Linked DNA regions of Mus musculus: all the other regions are linked to region 3. The links are chromatin contacts, called in public HiChIP or PLAC-seq and promoter capture Hi-C maps. All regions are on one chromosome and are shown on one strand. The core of a region is the stretch at or near the end of the contact, and the rest is flanking DNA. Distances in the headings are between cores, read along the strand shown.

The links. HiChIP or PLAC-seq counts read pairs in DNA pulled down with a chosen protein or histone mark. Capture Hi-C pulls out chosen DNA fragments and counts their contacts.
Region 1: a contact with region 3 is called in a promoter capture Hi-C map of adipose tissue. The contact joins the promoter of Olfr432 here to the promoter of Ifi204 in region 3. A contact is called at or near these places in 2 of 39 promoter capture datasets (both in the C10 cell line), 1 of 15 datasets of contacts at CTCF or cohesin (the NIH/3T3 cell line), 1 of 115 datasets of contacts at active chromatin or transcription factors (CD8 T cells) and 3 of 9 other capture datasets (adipose tissue, liver and macrophages).
Region 2: a BATF HiChIP or PLAC-seq map of CD8 T cells shows a contact between it and region 3, with 5 read pairs. The contact joins the enhancer-like site here to the promoter of Ifi204 in region 3. A contact is called at or near these places in 2 of 15 datasets of contacts at CTCF or cohesin (large pre-B cells and pro-B cells), 1 of 484 Hi-C or Micro-C datasets (bone marrow-derived macrophages), 2 of 115 datasets of contacts at active chromatin or transcription factors (CD8 T cells and large pre-B cells) and 2 of 9 other capture datasets (adipose tissue and liver).

What each region holds. Positions count from the first base shown.
Region 1 is chr1:174,049,029-174,051,885 of GRCm38.p6, forward strand. Olfr432 (olfactory receptor 432) reads left to right here and starts at 1,347. Exons shown (of 1, transcript NM_146716.2): 1 at 1,347-2,285. The coding sequence starts at 1,347. The coding sequence ends at 2,285. It also overlaps the pseudogene Olfr431-ps1.
Region 2 is chr1:173,450,490-173,453,189 of GRCm38.p6, forward strand. It overlaps Aim2 (absent in melanoma 2), which reads left to right. Exons shown (of 9, transcript NM_001013779.2): 3 at 2,339-2,459. Among named protein-coding and RNA genes, the nearest start is that of Aim2, 31 kb to the left of the region's middle. Within about 2 kb of position 1,397, at least 44 of the 459 cell types and tissues checked have an H3K27ac peak or open chromatin away from gene starts, as enhancers often do. A contact at or near this core is called in CD8 T cells and bone marrow-derived macrophages, where this site is marked.
Region 3 is chr1:173,765,510-173,768,209 of GRCm38.p6, forward strand. Ifi204 (interferon activated gene 204) reads right to left here and starts at 1,410. Exons shown (of 9, transcript NM_008329.2): 1 at 1,302-1,410.

The sequences.
Region 1 (2,857 bases), core at 97-2,596, 280 kb after region 3:
GACTCATTTCTGTGGGCCTCACTTCTTGCCCCAGAGGGATCCATACTGAGAGTTAGTCATAGTAACCTCAGGGAACGTTTATTAAGGAGTTTGTGGGAGAGCTTTGTTTCCAGGAGCAGGAATTATAAATAAGGGAGTGTCTTGGGATAGAAGTGATACCAAGAAGAATGAGACTAGTTCTGTTGTAACCAAAAGAATGAGGTAATGGTTGGAGGTGGCACACAAGAGGTAAGAACAGCAAAAAAAAAAAAAAAAAAAGCAGCAGGAGGCAGCTGAATAATTGACCTTTTCTGAATAATTTCCATTTGAGTATGAGCATGACATTCTGCAGATATTAATAAAGGCTGTCCATGAGGAACCTAGTACAAATCAATCAATAACTAGAGAATCATAAGCTATTACCACGTCAGAAACTTCGGGAACCTGTAACTTAAACTTCTTCAGTTACAGGACTTCAGCCACAGAGGAAGTGTTGGTTTGGATCAAGATTCACGTTGAGTTGGTGGTGAAGACAAATGAGGAAATACGACTCCTGAAATAAGGCATTGCTTGTACTACTTTAGCACCTCTTGACACATCTCATAGGGGCTTTGCTTTGTACTTCTCCCTTTCTCCTACCCACTGCAGTATTCTGAAGTGTATCTCCCACTAGAATACTTCCAGAAAACACATCCTCTTAGCCAATGGATTATTCATGTTTCCCAAAAGTATTCAGCTTTGAGATATGTTCCTAAGATAGCCTTGTTTCTTGTCCATCATTTTCTCTTTCCACCTTTGATAAGAACCTTGATGAGTTCTAAACAAACCTGGAGAACCCCCAATAAGACTTAGATGTTAATGAATGAACATAAGTCTCCTTTTCCTACTATATCCTAGTTGTTGAATCCAGTATACAATAAGGATCATAATTTCGAATTATCATGGGAGCACTTAACTAGGAATGGTAGGAGAAAGAAGCAGAATTTTCCTATCATTTTATTTGTTGGGATTTTTCTTTTTTTTCTTTTTTTTCTTTTTTCTTTTTCTTTTTTTTTCTTTTTTTTTTTTTTTTTTTTGGCAAAGCAGAGAGGAGAAAATCTTAGGCCTGACTGCTGCCATAGTCTACAAATGTTGTTCTGTGAATTAAAACAATAATTCTATGTGGCCACTGTCACCAACAGATATTAAACAAACCACTTCTGACTACTAGTAGTCAAATCCTCTTTCATCCTGTAGATGGAATGGATTGAGTAGACAATATGTGATTTTGACTTGTGTGTTCTATACTTTGGTCTCTGGGGAACATTGTCCAGAGGAAAAACATAAAGGTGATTATTTACTGCCTTTTTCTTTCATTCCCAGGAATCATGGATCATGTCAACTATACCTGGACACGGACCTTCATCCTTGCTGGTTTCACTACCTCTGGCACCCTGCAACATCTTGCAGTTTTTGGAACCCTGTGCATCTATCTCCTCACACTGGCAGGGAACTTGTTCATCATTGTCTTGATCCAGGCAGATTCAGGGCTGTCCACTCCCATGTACTTCTTTATCAGTGTCCTCTCCTTCCTGGAACTCTGGTATGTCAGCACCACAGTGCCCACCTTGCTGCATACCTTGCTCCATGGGCCTTCACCCATCCCCTCGTCTGCATGCTTTGTCCAGCTGTATGTCTTCCACTCCTTGGGCATGACCGAGTGCTACCTGCTAGGTGTCATGGCTCTGGACCGCTACCTTGCTATCTGTCGTCCACTGCACTACCATGCACTCATGAGCAGACAGGTACAGAAACAGTTAGTTGGGGTTACATGGTTGGCTGGTTTTTCAGCTGCCCTGGTGCCTGCAGGTCTCACTGCCTCTTTACCTTATTGTTTGAAAGAGGTGGCCCATTACTTTTGTGACCTGGCACCAGTGATGCAGTTGGCATGTGTGGACACTAGCTGGCATGCTCGGCTTTATATTGCAGTGATTGGCATGATCAATACATGCAATCTTACTTTCATCTTGGGACTCTATGGAGGTATTGTGAGAGCTGTGCTGAAGCTGCCTTCAGCTGCTAGTCGTGCAAAAGCCTTTTCCACCTGTTCCTCCCATATAACCGTAGTGACACTGTTCTTTGGCTCTGCCTTCATTGTCTATGTGGGCCCACCAGAGATTCGAGCTGAAGGCAGAGACAAGCTTATTGCCTTGGTATATACTTTGCTCACCCCTTTCTTCAACCCTATTATTTATACTCTTCGCAATAAGGAAGTAAAAGAGGCTTTTAAGAGGGTCACACAGAGGATTAATGCTGTGCTGAAATGACTTGAAGTCTGCTAGGTTTATTGTATTCCATCATATGAAAATTGAAAGATTTCCCTGCTTATTGTATAGACAATTAACTAGTTGTTTCGATGATATGTCAAATTTTCAACTCATGAAATCTTTCATTAGGACACATTGTAAAATGTTGTAAGACAAATATAGTCCCTGAACCTACCAACGTAGGAGTGGGTGAGGACACAGATTTGAAGGGGAAGAAACAAAATGACGTTCACCTTTTCTCAGGCAGATGGAACTTAGTTAGAAAGTGAGTTGGTTTAATTTCTAGAATCTGGTCTGGCTATGTGTTAATGTTTCAGACCGGATTTTTGAAGAAAGACCAAGAAGATATTGAAATTAGTTAAAGATTTTGGAAGAGAGCATTGCGCAAATGTTGGGATGGACACCAGGGAGATATGAAAACAGAACACAAAAGTACATGGAGTTCAGTACATTTGGACAATATTCTGATAAATAATGTTGGAAGATGGAGTGGAGGTTTCCTCTAATAGGAAAGAGAGTGGGATGAGAAACAAAGTAGCCTAGTCAATTGGCATTATAAACAATTTATAAAA
Region 2 (2,700 bases), core at 147-2,646, 320 kb before region 3:
TTAATAGCTTTGACTCAGTGATTAGTCTCACATGGTTCTGTTACAAGTCCCTGATTCAGTAGCATGGCATTATAACAGTAGCCATTTAATGGAGATGTTCACCTTTTCCCCATTTTACACTTGAGGATATGGACACTTTATAAGGTTGTAATTTACCAGATGTCACACAGCCAATAAATGGCAGAGCCAGGAGTTGAGTCTGTGTCTGTCTAGCTGTCTAGCTGTCAGCCGTAGGCAGCAAGTGAACACGGTTGGAGATCCTTGAAGAATTGAGAAATCTTGGCATGAGGAAGGTGGGCGTCTGTCCCTAACAGCAGATGTCAGATGCAGGAAATGGAGAGTGGCTTTCCTTTGTTTCAGAAGGTGTACTCCAGAGGAGTCATCCTCAGGCTCACTCCCAGGAGCAATTTTCCTTTTGTTCTTCTATACCACAGCTCGCCCCCTTCTAGAACATTCTCATCAGCATGAAGCAAGACTGATTCCTCTCATGTTAGAAAAGAGATCAAGTGAGCAATTATAAGTCACTTTCTCCATTTCCTATCCCACCTCCTACCCTGTCTTTTATCACATTTCTCTGGCCCTTTTACAGCAAGACTTGTGTTGAACTTCCATCCCACTTCCTTGTCGCTCTTCTTGCTACCCGTAACCCCACATGGCTAACCCCATGACACATCTGTAGCCTTCACCTTAGGTAGCTTTATAGCAAAACAAACAAGAGACACAGTTGATTCTTAAAAAAAAAAAAAACTTTAAGAGTGATCTTTTCTTAGCTTCTGAAACATGTGTTCTCCTTTGCTACAATCCCTCAACACCCACTTCCCATGGATGCTAGGTCTGCTATTGGCAGTGGCCAGTGAGTTAGCTTTGAATTCTTGTTTCTCTTTCTGAATTTCATGGTGAGTGCACCCAGGTCTATGCCATCCCAGTAGACAAACAGGCCCAAATATGACATCCCAGTAGGGTATAAGTCCCTGCTTGGTGGTAAGTCATGTCAAATGATCTTGATAATTTGTGCTTGATGATCTGTCTGATAACACTAACCTGAAGAGAGCTGATACCCAAATCTAGGGTCCACCAAGGGCGACACTAACCTGTGTCACACCTGGGACTCACAGGCAGAGAAAATATGTGGTCAGAGTAGGGTGTGTGTCCCTTTCTCACTGCCAGGCTGGTAACGATCTAAGCAAGCTTGAGACAGTCCCACTGGCATGTAGGCAATTGCTTAGTTCTAGTGTATGTCGGGAGGGAGGTTTCATCTATGAGATGTGGCCTGGGTCTAAAAGGCGTTACTTTCTGTTTCTTGCTACTTCCCACTGCAGTGAGCAGAATTCTGGGCTAGATTTGGGCCATGTTGCCTGTGGGTGGAGACCTTTCTGCTCATCCTTCTGTCTGACCCAGATCCAAGGAGAAGAGATAGAGGAAGTGAGCATGCAGACTGACTTACACAATTCCAGTTGCTCAGTCTAGCCTGGGGGAAGGGGTTATAGAATTCTTCCAAGCAGTGATACTTCGCTATGATAGCCTCGTACTGAGTTTAAAGACTAAGGCCTGGGATGAATTCCTTCTCTCTGTCTCTCTCTGCCCCCCACCCCCCTTTGTGAATGTGGAGGAGTGTCAACATGGACAAATCTCTCCCTCCCATTTCTTCATTGTGTCTTGTCTTACTATCAAATGCAACCAAGACAGGATGGTCTCTCACATGGCTTCTTTAGGTGTTAGGAGGGTGGGTTGGGCTCTGTACAACTAATCAAAATTTGTGTGCCTGTGGGAAGATGGTTGCTAGGGGTTCTTATTTCCTGCCATATTGTTCTGTGACCTTTCAACTGGGCTTCTTAGTCAAACTAAAAGCACCCAGAATCCAGCCCAGAAGACACCTAGAACTGTATTTTTACTTAGAAAAAGTCAATGAATGTTTGTTGAATGCTTGTATTGCAGATGCTATTTTAGGAGCCAGGACTGCAGACATGAACAACAGAGTCCTTGCCCACAAGCCACTTTTATTCCAGCACAGAATGTGAACCAAAAAACTACTGGATTGCTAAGTAGACAAGTAGAGAGGAAAACGAAACAGTTTGTGGTAACAGAGAGGAACAGGGCCAGTTTTAGTTTTATAATACATATGCAGGGAAGTTTGAGTAGAAATCTACAGAGAGGGTGGGTTTAATTTATTCCAACACACAGTGAAGAGAGATAAATGGTTTTGACAAGGGGAAAAGATGGCAATTATTATATCATTATTAATACTTTAAGAGAGTTACGGAATGTGTGTCTTCGAATAACAGCCAATAACGTTAGAATTTTGTTGTTGTTTTGTTTTGTTTTGTTTTTTAATTTAAAGGTATTGTTGCCCATTCTGTGAATAATACAAAGGCAGTGGGAACAAGACAGTACAGAGGACTTGATTCAGGAGACTTGAGGTCTGGCCGCATAGTCATCCTTTAGAAGCTGGGTGGCGTCAGGTAAGTCATTGTGCCTCAAATCCCAAATTGAACCAACAATTACTGCAGAGCTGGTGTTTTCCAGGTATGCCGTAAAGGGCACTTTCACATAGTGTAACAGCCCTCCCTGTTTAGAAAGAGGCCAGCCTATCATATATGTCTTTCTTAACCCTTTCCATCTCTCAGGCTCCCTGTGCGAGCACTTGGCATATGCATTCTGCGAGGCATAGCACTGTACTCTCAGATTGCAGCTGCACCTCTT
Region 3 (2,700 bases), core at 160-2,659:
TACATAGTGGGACCTTGTCTAAAAAACAAAAGCAAAATAGATCAAAACAAAAAAAAAGCAAAAAATGATACAATTTTTAAAGTGGTTTAGAAAAATACAATACCTTCGAATTGCTGACAAAATACTATTTGATGGATTTAAACATATTAGAAAAATTTGATGCTGAAAGAGCAATTTAAAGGCACCAAAATTCTCTGCTAATATAGGTAAGGACCATCCAAGAAACATCATAAAGCCTGGAGGTTCACTACTTAACAATGAAAGATTTCAACCCAAGAAAAGTGAAACAATTTTAATTATATAATTACCAAATAATAACAAATTTTAGTTTTACAACATTACTCCCAGGACATTAAATAGTACTATGTAGTAAAATACAAAATTAATTGTAGACATTAAAGAGGGTCATGGCAGTGGGTGTCTATGATTCAAGGCCCCAGAGTCTGAGGGAAAGACAGAAGCTGAGGCAGAGGCAAGAGGACTGTAAGTTTGAGGCTGGCCTCAGCTATGTGCCAAGTTATTGGAAACCAGGCTTGGATAATGAAATTATTCTTTAAACAGAACCATTAACAAGCAATAATATGTATTTAAACAGGTATGATATTGTCTATGACTATGGTTTAAAATTTATGCATATCTCAACTACTAAAATTTAGGCAAAACAGGATAAAAAAATTAGAAAAATTACAGAAGAAATTAGTGACAGTGAACAAGTTTAACTTTCCTCATTAGTATTCACCTCCATCATGGCATGAAGAAGAGAGTATGGCAAATATTGTCTCTAACATCTGATATAGAAGGGAGCTAAGAGGAGAGCTAAACATAAAAATGTCCACAGTCTATTTAAATAACTGTGTTAACAAAAGTGGGACATTTTTCTCTACAGGCTAATGAGAGTTCTCAAGTTTTATATGAATCTCAGTTTTGTATATTCACAAAACTGGAAAGTGTGGTTTTCATTTAACATGATTTTAGTTATCAATATTTTTTGTTTCTGTCTTGTCTTTTACACAGTCCTTCACCACAAACACCTTACTCCCATGTCTTCTCTAGTGAAGATAAATGAAGAACAGTGATAAACACTAACTCATGAAAAGTCATAGGAATAGAGGAGGCATCTTTATTCTGTCATCGGCTGTCTTCCTAGTGAAGCATCGGAAACCAGCTACAGCAGGTTCAAGGCTGTGAGTGCAGCTGGCACCAGCCTTGGTCCTCCACCATTCAACACTGATTTTTTTCTATGGTCTTTTATATTTCACAGATAGATCTGATCACATGTTTAAGAAACAAACAGAACTCACCTTCCTGGATATTTCTGCAGTGATGTACAGATCCTGAGACCTTCACCGGGTCAAGAAGTGGCCTGCTTGGCTTGAGTAGGTAGGCAGCTAAGTCAGTAAATAAGAAACTGAACAGTTGGGTGTAAAGGAAGATGGTAGTGATTACAACACTCTCAGAGTTGTTTCATTTCTTGAACAGCACTGGCTGTCTCTCCCTGTGCTGTCTCCCTTGGGTGAGAAGTGCTGAATCAGCCAGGCCTCCTCCCAGTTTCGTTCATAGCTTTCAATTTCCCTGGCTTTGGAAACATCTTAACTTCCTGTAAACACTGTGGTCACTATGAAAAAAAAAATCACAGCTTAGTCAGGCTCACATTCTTTTCTGATGAATCTCACTAAATAAGAAAGCCCTAACCTTACAACTTTTGTAGCAAACGGATGTACACTGGCCACTAGACACAAAATTCACATACATGGTACAACCAGATCAAGGTGTTAAAACTAGCTGACCAAGGTTCTGCTCTACTTAGATAGGAGTCCTGGACAGCTAAGGTGGAGTTTTTTTTATTGTAGTAAAGTACTCAAGGCCCAGGGAAGAGTCTAATACGCTCAGGGTTTATAAGTATCAAGCCCTTCGGAAGCCAGAGAATTGTGGTTTTGAGGTTTTGCACAGACAGGCTGGTCTCCAGTTGAGCTGAGGTCTGAACTCCAAAGGGTGATAATTCAGCTACATGACACAGTAGGCATTCCCTTATGCTGCTGGAACTCTGGCTCCTACCTAAGTTACCTCCCCCCACAGACCCCACAAGAGAAGCATGGGTAGAAGTCATGTAGGCAATGGCCCAAGCTTCTGACCTTCAGGCTAAACTCCTCCCCAGTTACCTAGCAACAGTAAAGACCATAAAAAGGGCTGTTCAGCCCCTGTTTGCTATCTTACTTGTCTCTTCTCTTACTCCTTTGTTCTCTTAACTCTCACTTCTCTCACTCTTCTCTCCTCTTTCCTTTCTCTTTGTCTTCTCCTCTCCTCTCTCTCTCTTACTCTCTTTCTCTCTAGCCTTCTCTCTCTCTCTCTCTCTCTCTCTCTCTCTCTCTCTCTCTCTCCTTCCCTATTCTCTCTCTCCCTCCTCTCTCTCTCTTTTTCTAGCTTCTCTGTTATACCCCTACATTTCTATAATAAAGCTCTAAAACCATAAAGAGTCTCTGCTCATCAAAATCTGCTACCCTCACTCTCGCAAGTTTTGGGAACCTCTCTTCTGCCATCCTTCCCTCCTATAACCATAGTGGCTTTAGCAAAGTAGCTCAAGGGATCCCAGGTAGGGCTGCCCCTTGGCCACCCCCTGAAGAGTGGGTCAGAGGTTTGAATGCCCACCCAGGGCTGAGTGGAAAGTGTATGGCAGCTCTCCCACACCTGACAGACCAGAGA